2 separate regions of the Mus musculus genome follow, and region 1 is linked to region 2. The links are chromatin contacts, called in public HiChIP or PLAC-seq maps. All regions are on one chromosome and are shown on one strand. Each heading gives the region's core, a stretch centred on a gene start, on an enhancer-like site or on the middle of the called end of the contact. The rest is flanking DNA. Distances are from core to core; before and after follow the strand shown. Region 1 has its middle 16 kb from the start of Tex10. Region 2 overlaps Col15a1 (collagen, type XV, alpha 1).

What was found. HiChIP or PLAC-seq counts read pairs in DNA pulled down with a chosen protein or histone mark.
Region 1: a contact with region 2 is called in a FOXA1 HiChIP or PLAC-seq map of pancreatic cancer cells. The contact joins two enhancer-like sites.

What each region holds. Positions count from the first base shown.
Region 1 is chr4:48,486,939-48,491,508 of GRCm38.p6, forward strand. No RefSeq gene overlaps it. Among named protein-coding and RNA genes, the nearest start is that of Tex10, 16 kb to the left of the region's middle. Within about 2 kb of position 2,188, at least 18 of the 459 cell types and tissues checked have an H3K27ac peak or open chromatin away from gene starts, as enhancers often do. A contact at or near this core is called in pancreatic cancer cells, where this site is marked.
Region 2 is chr4:47,292,278-47,297,031 of GRCm38.p6, forward strand. Col15a1 (collagen, type XV, alpha 1) reads left to right here. Exons shown (of 40, transcript NM_009928.3): 25 at 43-96; 26 at 193-252; 27 at 903-971; 28 at 1,089-1,130; 29 at 3,801-3,846. Gm52732 (a long non-coding RNA gene) reads right to left here. Exons shown (of 3, transcript XR_003955396.1): 3 at 1,479-4,111. Among named protein-coding and RNA genes, the nearest start is that of Gm52732, 8.5 kb to the right of the region's middle. Within about 2 kb of position 2,069, at least 146 of the 459 cell types and tissues checked have an H3K27ac peak or open chromatin away from gene starts, as enhancers often do. A contact at or near this core is called in pancreatic cancer cells, where this site is marked.

The DNA of each region.
Region 1 (4,570 bases), core at 938-3,437, 1.2 Mb after region 2:
AGATCACATTTAATAAGAGAAAGAAATAGAACAAAAAGAAAAAGAAAAGGAAATTGGCATTTGGCCAAGTGCTTACTCTGTGCTAAGTGGGCACTATGTGAGAGTCTAATTTCAATGACTGTTTCCTATATAATTCTTAACCTTCCCCATCCCTTATAATGCTTGTTTTCTTGGGAACATTTATCTATTCATTGTCTGAGGATTACAGATGACATTTACTGAACAATCTTGCAGTTTGTTAGTAGCTGTACTAACTGTACAGTTCTTGTAAGGAACTCCAGCAGTTCACGAGTCTATATAGAATTCCCCATCAGAAAAATGATACATTTCTGAGATGTAGTTTGGCTCAGGCAAGGCTTAGCCTGACTTCAAACTCACAGTCTCCTGCCTTGGCCTGCTACATGTCGGAATTATTGTCTTCTACCATACCCAGCTCGCTGTATTCCCTTTTAAATAAATTAAGGATCATGTGAAAATAGATGAAGCCCCACAACTGTCTCTAACTCCTGTTCCAGAGTAATGGATGCCCTCTTCTGGCCTCTACAGGCACCATATTCATCTGGCAGAAATATTTCAAACAGACACCGTGGACCTATACTTTAGCCGTGCTTGTTTTCTGAATCCTCCCTAGCAAAGTAACTTAGTAATTTTTTCAAAAATCATATGTAAGGGATATATCCACTGTGTTTAAGGATATCAAATACAGTGTTCTGATATCCATATATGCAGTGGTTTGAGTATGCTTGGCCTAGGAAGTGGCACTATTAGGAGGAGGTGTGGCATTGTTGGAGGAAGTGTGCCACTTTGGGGGTGGGCTTTGAAAGACCTCCCTCCTAGCTGCCTGGAAGCCAGGCTTCTCCTGTTTGCATTCAGAACAAGATGTAGAACTCTCAGCTCCACCAGCACCATGCCTGCCTGGATGCTGTCATGCTCCCACCTTGATGATAATGGACTGAAACTCTGAACCTGTAAGCCAGCCCCAATTAAATGTCCTTTATAAGAGTTGCCTTGGTCACAGTGTCTCTACACAGCAATGGAAACCCTAAGACAATATACATGATGAAATAAATAACATGGTCAAGAACACCAACACAGCATTACCCACAATTGCGTGTTTGTGTGTAGTTCTGTTAACTTGTACTTGAAAATTCTTTCATCACGGGGTTCTTGTAGAAAGTGTTAATGAGTAAGATGGTTGCCTTTCTTTGAAATTTATGTGTCACTTTGGGGTGTACTAATGTACATGCAGCCTCTTTTCTTATAATTAAATATTTACCATGGTGCTTTTTAAAATCTAGCTTGATAAAAACACCATTGCTAAGTGTAAACTATTCATGACAATAATTTTACAGTACCTCTCTCTTTAGGCTGTTAATTGCTACATTAGCACTTCTAAGATTCCAAAGGCCTGGGTTCCCTCTGGTTTCTCTTGGGAAACACACAATAGACTTTTTTTCACTTAGAATCTCTATTAACCCAATCACTTTATAGTGGTTTTATATTATTTAAAGTTTCTTGCATTTTGAATAAACATGCACAAGATGGGCAGACTGCATCTATCTTTAATGTATATTCCTTTGATCTTCACAAAGCAGCTATATGTACTATATTTACAACACATTACATTTATTCATGCATATCAAATATTTATTTTTATTATTCCAATGGCTATCATAATTAGTGAATTAAAACAACTATGAAAGTGATTTCCAAATATGAAAAAAGAATATTCATCAATAAATACTTTTTTCTAATTAATTTTTTTTAAGTTTTAAATTACAGCATGTATGTGTGTGTGTGTGTGTGTGTGTGTGTGTGTTCGTGTGTGTGTGTTCGTGTGCGCATTTGAGATAGGGTCTCCTGTATCCCAGGTTAGGCTTGAATTCACTATGTAGCCAGGGATGACTTTAAACTTCTTATCCTCTTACCTGTACTTATAAAGTACTTGGATTACAGGCATGGTCCATGATGTCTGTTTATATGATCCTGAAGACTGAACCCAAGGCTTCATGCATGCTAGGCAAGCACTCTACCAACTGAACTACATGCATCCCTGGCTCGTCTTCTCACTAATATGTCTAAGAGACTCAAATCTAATTTTGTCTCTCAGTCTGCCTTGCTCCTTGGCTGCTTCCTCTAAGGTGATAAACATTCAGCAGAAGAATTTTAGCCCCAGCCAGACTGATGAGTCACAGGTAATAAGGTTAAACCCCAGCCTTATTAAATAGTTGATTCACTTAGAAGTTCAAGTGTCTTCATTTCATTGCCTAGAAACTATAATTCTAGAGTATAAAAGACGTTACTCAATTATGAGGAATAAACATTATAATTTAGATCAAAAATGATCCCCAATAGCTCAGGTATTGAAGACATGATCCTAATATAGTGATGTTCAGAGGTTGGAATGTGGGAGGTGAGGTGGAATGAAGGGTCTCTTCAGTGGGTTAACCCACTGATGGATCTATAGCTTAATGGCTATTAGGTGGGAGTAGACAGTCTAGGAGATGAGGTCTACTCATAGAGAGTGAGTCATTGGGAATGTGCCCCTGAAGGATGTGTTTTGTTCCAGGCTCTTCCTCTTTTACTCTTTCTGCTTCCAGATGCTGTGAGGTACTCTGTCCTCTGTTCAGAACCTGACTCACCCAAGAGAAATGAGCCTAGTCACCATGGACTGATGCTCTGTGACCTTGAACCGAAATAAGGCCTTCCTCCTTTAAACTGATTTTCTCAGATATTCTGTCATGGTAGTAGAAAGCTAACACAACCTGTTCTGGGATCAAGCTAAGCATGCTTTATAATAAGAAAATGAAAATCACACTGCTATAGTTATTGTCTGTTATCAACCTATGGGAAGAGAAACACTCAACTGAGGAATTGCTGCCAGTGAGTTAGCAGGGTTTCTCTATATAGCCCTGGCTGCCCTGGAACTCACTTTGTAGACCAGGCTGGCCTCGAACTCAGAAATCCACCTGCCTCTGCCTGCCGAGTGCTGGGATTAAAGGTGTATGCCACCACGCCCAGCATTTTCTTAATTGCTAATAGAAGTAGGAGAGCCCAGCCCACTGTGCTTGGTGCCATTCCTGGCCAGGTCGTCCTGGCTTGAATAAGAAGTGGAGTTGAGCAAACCAGAAGGAGCAAGCTAATAAGCAGCATTCCTCCATGGACTCTGCTTCAGTTCCTGCTTCTAGCTTACTACCTGAGTTCATACCCTGACTTCCTTTGATGATGGACTCTAACCTGTAAGATGTACTACACCCTTTTCTCCCCAAGTGCCTTTTGTCTAGTGTTTTATCACAGTGACAGAGAACAAACTAGGACACACACTGATGAAGATTACTGCTTTGAGATCCTTAAATGAAAATCATGAAAGCTCACCAGCCACCATCACCAAGAACTTAATTTGTTCTAGGCACTCATCTTGGCTACTTTTCTATTACTGTAACAAAGCACCATGACCTAGGCAACTTATAAAAGAAAGCATTTATTTTGGAGGCTCATGATTTCACAGAGCTTACTGCATGACCATTGTGGCGGCAGGCAGGCAGACATAGTGTTGGAGCAGTAGCTGAGAGCTTACAGCTAATCTACTAGTAGAGGCACAGAAATACACACACACACACACACACACACACACACACACACAGAGAGAGAGAGAGAGAGAGAGAGAGAGAGAGAGAGAGAGAGAAAGAGAGACTAGAAGGGAGACAGAGACAGAGGTCACGAACTAGGAGTGGCATGGTGTTTTGAAACCTCAAAGCTCACTCCCAGGGAAACCTTCGTCAGCAAGGTCCTATCTCCTAATCCTCCTGAAACAGTTCTATCAACTGAGGACCAGTCATTCGAATCTATGAGCCTATGGGAGCCATTCTCATTCAAACTATCACAGCACTATGAAAGTGCTTTATAAAATCAACAGTTTGTTGTTTTGTTGAGACAAGATCTTCCTATGTAGTCCAGGCTGGTCACTAACTCACAAACCTTCTGCCTCAGCCTTCCAGGTCCTGGGATTATAGGTTGGCATCATCATACCCAGCTCAAGATACTTAATTCTTATTAAGATTGTGGAAGATAGTCTTATTATAACTCTATGGTGCAAATGAATTATCCTTAATACAAATATAAAAAGTGAATTAATCAGGTGGCTATATTTCTTTACCTTAGGCTACTACCCAAAAAACAGAGGAAAAAGAAAAGATTTATTGAAAAATGCACCTCAGTAGTTGAGCACTTATTAATCTATTTTTGCCTCTTATGACAATCAGGCTACCTCCCAGCCCCAGCCCATAATACTTCCATATTATTATTGATCTGGATCTTCAGACCCCTTTTCCATGGCTCCTATTTCCCCATTCTGCTGGCTGATCTGATGTTGTGTCCAGCCAGCGGCTCACATGTCCGGGTTCTAGTCTGGAAAGACATCTTGGAAACCTGGAAGAGAAGGGGGGAGGGGCGCTAGGCGGTGCGAGAGAAATATGTAGCTAATATCAGTCATTCTGATCAAAGCTCAATTTTACTAATTCGACATTCAGTTAAGAAGGAGGGGAAGGGGCCCCGATTCCCGCCAAATAAT
Region 2 (4,754 bases), core at 819-3,318:
AGTTTCGGGCATTTGCTAGCCTGGTGCTTGTTTTGCTTCTAGGGACCCAAAGGACCACCAGGACACAAAGGAGAGTTTGGCCTCCCAGGACGACCTGTAGGTATCAGTGTTCCCCAGACTAAAAGATGGGGCATGTGGTGGCAAAGCTGACCCACAGCAAGAGCTCACTAAGGCATCTTGTGTGTATCTCAGGGTCGCCCAGGACTGAATGGCCTCAAGGGTGCCAAAGGAGATCGAGGGGTCACGCTGCCTGTGAGTACCATGGCTACTTCTGCACCTCATGCCCTGGGGCTGCAGTGCAGACGAGATCCTGTTAGAGTGTCCAGTACCTCGAAGTTCAATGAGTGGGGCCTGCAGAATGTGTGCTCAGGGAAGCTTTCTTTCTTCCTCCATTGCTTCCAGAGGTGCACACACTCAGCCCCGCTCCCCCCCATCTCACTCTCAGGAGGGTCCTGTGTCCCACCTAGACCATTCCCATGCTGAAGAGTGTCAGTCTCCCCAATGCAGACACCAGACAGAAAGGAGAAGGAAAGAAAAGGGGTTCTATGCATCCTGTGTCCCCCCTCCTTGCTCCCACACACGGCCCAGGAATGCAGATCTTAACGGAGCATTGCTCCGGGAACCAGAATCTGGGTTCCAATTTCAGTTCTCTGTGAGCTGCTGTGTGGCTCTGAGCAGGTTGTATCCCTTCTCTGGGCCTCATTATTTGTGGGTGTCAGCCAGGACGGCATAGCTGTCCAGCTGTCTCCCGCATGCTTTACCAACCCTTTTCAGTATGCCCCAGATGAGGGAGTGCTCTGGAAGCTACTCCCTCCCAGCTTCCAGCTCAGAGTGTGTAGCAAATGCTGTAGCTGCCTCCCACATCCTTAAACACAGCAGCGGCTTTTCTTTTCTTCCTTCAGGGTCCACCTGGCCTACCTGGACCCCCAGGGCCCCCAGGGCCCCCTGGAGCTGTGGTTAACATCAAAGGCGTAAGTTAGGATGGGGTTGGGAGAAGCTTTCCTGGGGACCCTGCAGTGAGCACCAGATTGGCCTCAGCTGGTGCTAGGTTTCCTGATGCCTTCACCCCTCATATTCTCTTTCCACAGGCTGTTTTTCCAATACCTGCCCGGCCACACTGCAAAACACCAGTAAGTAACTCTCATGTCTTCATGCAGCAGGCTAAGTACCAGTGCCTGTTTTAGGAAACGGATCCATCTTGCCTTGGGCACTTTTCCATTCCTGTATGTCTACTCTCTGATATCATCTATCTACATATAGGCCCTTAAAGATCTAGAAGTTTCTAGATAATAGACCCTGGTAATGAAATACCACACACTGGCTTATTTTAACAGTGAGTCGTCTATTAGTAAAACAAACATTTGGCCTCAGGGGCGGAAGAAGCATAAAATTGCAAAATAGACTCCTTCTTAACTAAAAGAAGTGACCGGAACTCGTGGCCTCTGAGCTGGGAACTGGGGGTTAAAATTTGTAACTACTCAGTTCCATCCTCCTCAAAGATTGAGTTACCCAAGAGGCAAGCGTTATCTCTCCCAGTTATCATGGGAAGACAGCTACCCACAGAAGCTCTTTGGTTAGCCCAAGGTCACGGAGCATGGGGCAGCTGGGACCACAGCTCAGATCTCCTGGTGACCAGGAAGCAGGTGCAGGCACTGTGATCCTTGCCCAGCCTCCCCCTCCCCCAGGCAGTTGGCAGTACCGTCTGTAGGATTTTGCCAGTATCATAGGGAGACATTTATTTCTGTGAGGAAACACGGGGACAAGGCATGAGTCATGGATCTGTGCGCAATCATTCTCTCATTCTTTCAGTAAATATTTACTGAGCTCTCCCCAGTGCCAAGGACTCTTGCTAGGCCCCGGGGGGAACACAGGAATGACCTAGACAGACGTGGTCTCTGCTTTCTGGAGTTTGCAGATGATCATTTCAAAATATTCTTTGAAGTGGGCTTATACTGATTCCCGTGGGAATGGGAATGCTGCTGGTCGCTGATGCCTCTAACTGATGCAGGCCGGCTGGCTGTGTATTGGCCTAGGCCTATGTCCAAATCTGACCTTTGAGGCGTCCATGTGGGCAGCCCACGGTCCAAGCATGCTAGCCTGGAAGGCAGAGCGCGGGATCCCCCAGGGGACAGGGCTGAAGCTCCAAGTGAGCCCAACAGCAGCACCAAGGGCGTGTTTATCCAGATAACTGTAGCGAGGCATCTGCTGCAAGTGCAGCTTCTGGAGATACCCCAAGAAAACACTGCATCTCCTCATACAAGGGCAGAGGCTGCCTAGGTCCCACTGTTTCCCAGAGCTCAAGGTCCCTCCTCTCAACACAGAGCCCCACCTCCTTACTACCTCCCACAAACAATCCCAACACACCAAGTATGAGACAGAAGACCACAAACTTTAGACTGTTGTGGGAATGATACTGCAGTTGTACAACCTGTAGTGGAACCCTGTGTGGTATCTACACTCGGGGGATGGTGGGGCAGTTATGGAGTGACTTAAACTCAATGCCAGGCTCAACGTGTTTTGTCTTGTTTTAATTTCCTGTGGCATACTGGGACACCGTAGCGTTTGGAGGCATGGGTGTTTCCTACGAGGCCCTCAAAGTAGACATTATCAAACAGAAACACACCCAGCACTTCGCAAGCATCTTCCAGTTTCATCAGTTTAACATCATGACAGTTTATATACTCCTACCACCTTGCTTAACCACTTGTAAAGGTCGTCCTTAGATTTTCTTTCTGGAAGGTTCCTTCCTCTTCCCAATATCTTTTCATGATGACCCCTAAGCAGCTTGCAATCCCCACTTACAAGCACAGAAAGATCCCAGATCTAGGTGGAGCATCTTCTGGGGAAAGATGGAGGCAGAGTGAGATGGTTACCTTTAATTGTCAACATAGAACAAATCAAATTGGCCGAGAAAAGAGTCTCAATAAGGAGTTGTCTAGATCAGGTTGGCCTGGAATTATCTAGATTACCTAAGCCAAGACAGGAAAACCTGCCCACTATACTAGACACCATACCCTAGGCAAGAGATTCTAAGCTGCCTAAGAGTGGAGAAAGTGAGCTGACATTCACGTGCATACATTAATTCATTGCTCTCTGCTCTTGACTGTGGATTTAATGTGACTAACTGCTTCCATGCAGTGCTGCCTTGACTTCACAGCAGTGATGGACTGTAACCTGGAGTTGTAAACCAAATAAACCCTTTCTCCCACAAGTTGCTTTCGCTAGGGTTTCCAATCACAGTAACAAGGAATGAAGCTAAGACAGTTGAACAGTGTTATCCAGAACTGCTTGGATTCCAGACCCCTGTCACCTAATGAAGAGTCCATAAAAGCCCCTCCAATCTAATGACAACCCTGCTATTTGTCACTGCCACTGCTGCCTGACCTGTGCCTTATGCCTGTCTCTGATTACACTCAGTAGCAAAGCAGACGATTGGCCCAGCTTCAGAACTTGCTCAGAGCTGGCTTGGACACTTGGCCTCACATGTGAGCCAATCCTAATTGATAAGAAAGGAGGCCAAGACACTCAGCATTGGCTGCACTCACGAATGCAGTCTGGAAGCCTTGTGTTTCCCTTCTGCTTAGATTTTTGGCCAGAAATCTCAATGCTGTGTGCTCGAGGCCAGCTACATCATGGGTTTCCCAAATGAAGGCCTGAGAAGTCTGTGTTGAGGGTACTGAGGAGTATTCCAAAGCCAAATAGAAGCCTGGCCAGTGTCATTTCATCCTCTGCGATTTGTCCCCAGGACAAATGCTGGGGCAGGGCTTCCCATGTCTGACTGGGCCTTTCTCTCTCCCCAGGTTGGTACCGCTCACCCTGGCGACCCAGAGCTTGTCACTTTCCACGGTACACACTCTTTTCTTCATGGTTTCTCAGGGACATTCCTGACCTAGTGCTGGCCATGGATGAGGTGGTCAGGAGGGGCTAACGGGGCATGGGGGAGGGGTGGCAGCTGAGCTGTGGGACATACCTCTGTCTGCTTTCCTCATGGACCTGGTGCATCCCGGGTAGCGGGAAGCGCTCCCTCTGTTCATTCCTTTGCTGATCTGTTCAGAAGACAGTCATGGACGCCTGCTTGGTGCTGTCCCTTGATGTTCCTGCCTCCTTAGTCCTTAAAATAGTTCAAGTGACAGGAAAACTAATTATAGGACAGGAAGGATGTCTCAGCTGAAGAAGGCAAGGCCTGAGTTTCTGCGTTCAATCCCCAGAACCCACATCCATCATCATCATCATCATCATCATAAACAATAACTGGGCTTGGTGGACAACATTGGGGGAATGACAGCCAAGGGCATCCTCTAGTCTTCACATACATTTGCATGCATGGGTATTGCACCTGTATATACTCACACAGACACATACACATACACGCATATACACTCATACAGAGAGAGAGAGAGAGAGAGAGAGGGAGAGAGAGAGAGAGAGAGAGAGAGCTATTCCAAGAAAACACCATGAGTACTTAGAAGACCCTTGCCTAGTGTGTCCATGGAAACGTCTCAGGGAAGCATGTTTGAAAGGCAGGACCCTAGGCCAGAGTGTAGCTCTGTGGCAGAGCACTCCCCTAGCATGTGTGAGTCCTTAGGTTTGGTCCACAGTGCTGTGAGGAGAGGGCAAGGCAAGACACAGTGATGCATAGTTATAACCCCACTACTCAAGAGGCTGAGCCAAGAGGATCATAAGTTCAATGTCAGCATCTGTCTTACATTAATCCATTGGAACCTGCCTGGTCCTAACCTCCTGGTAGAGCTTGT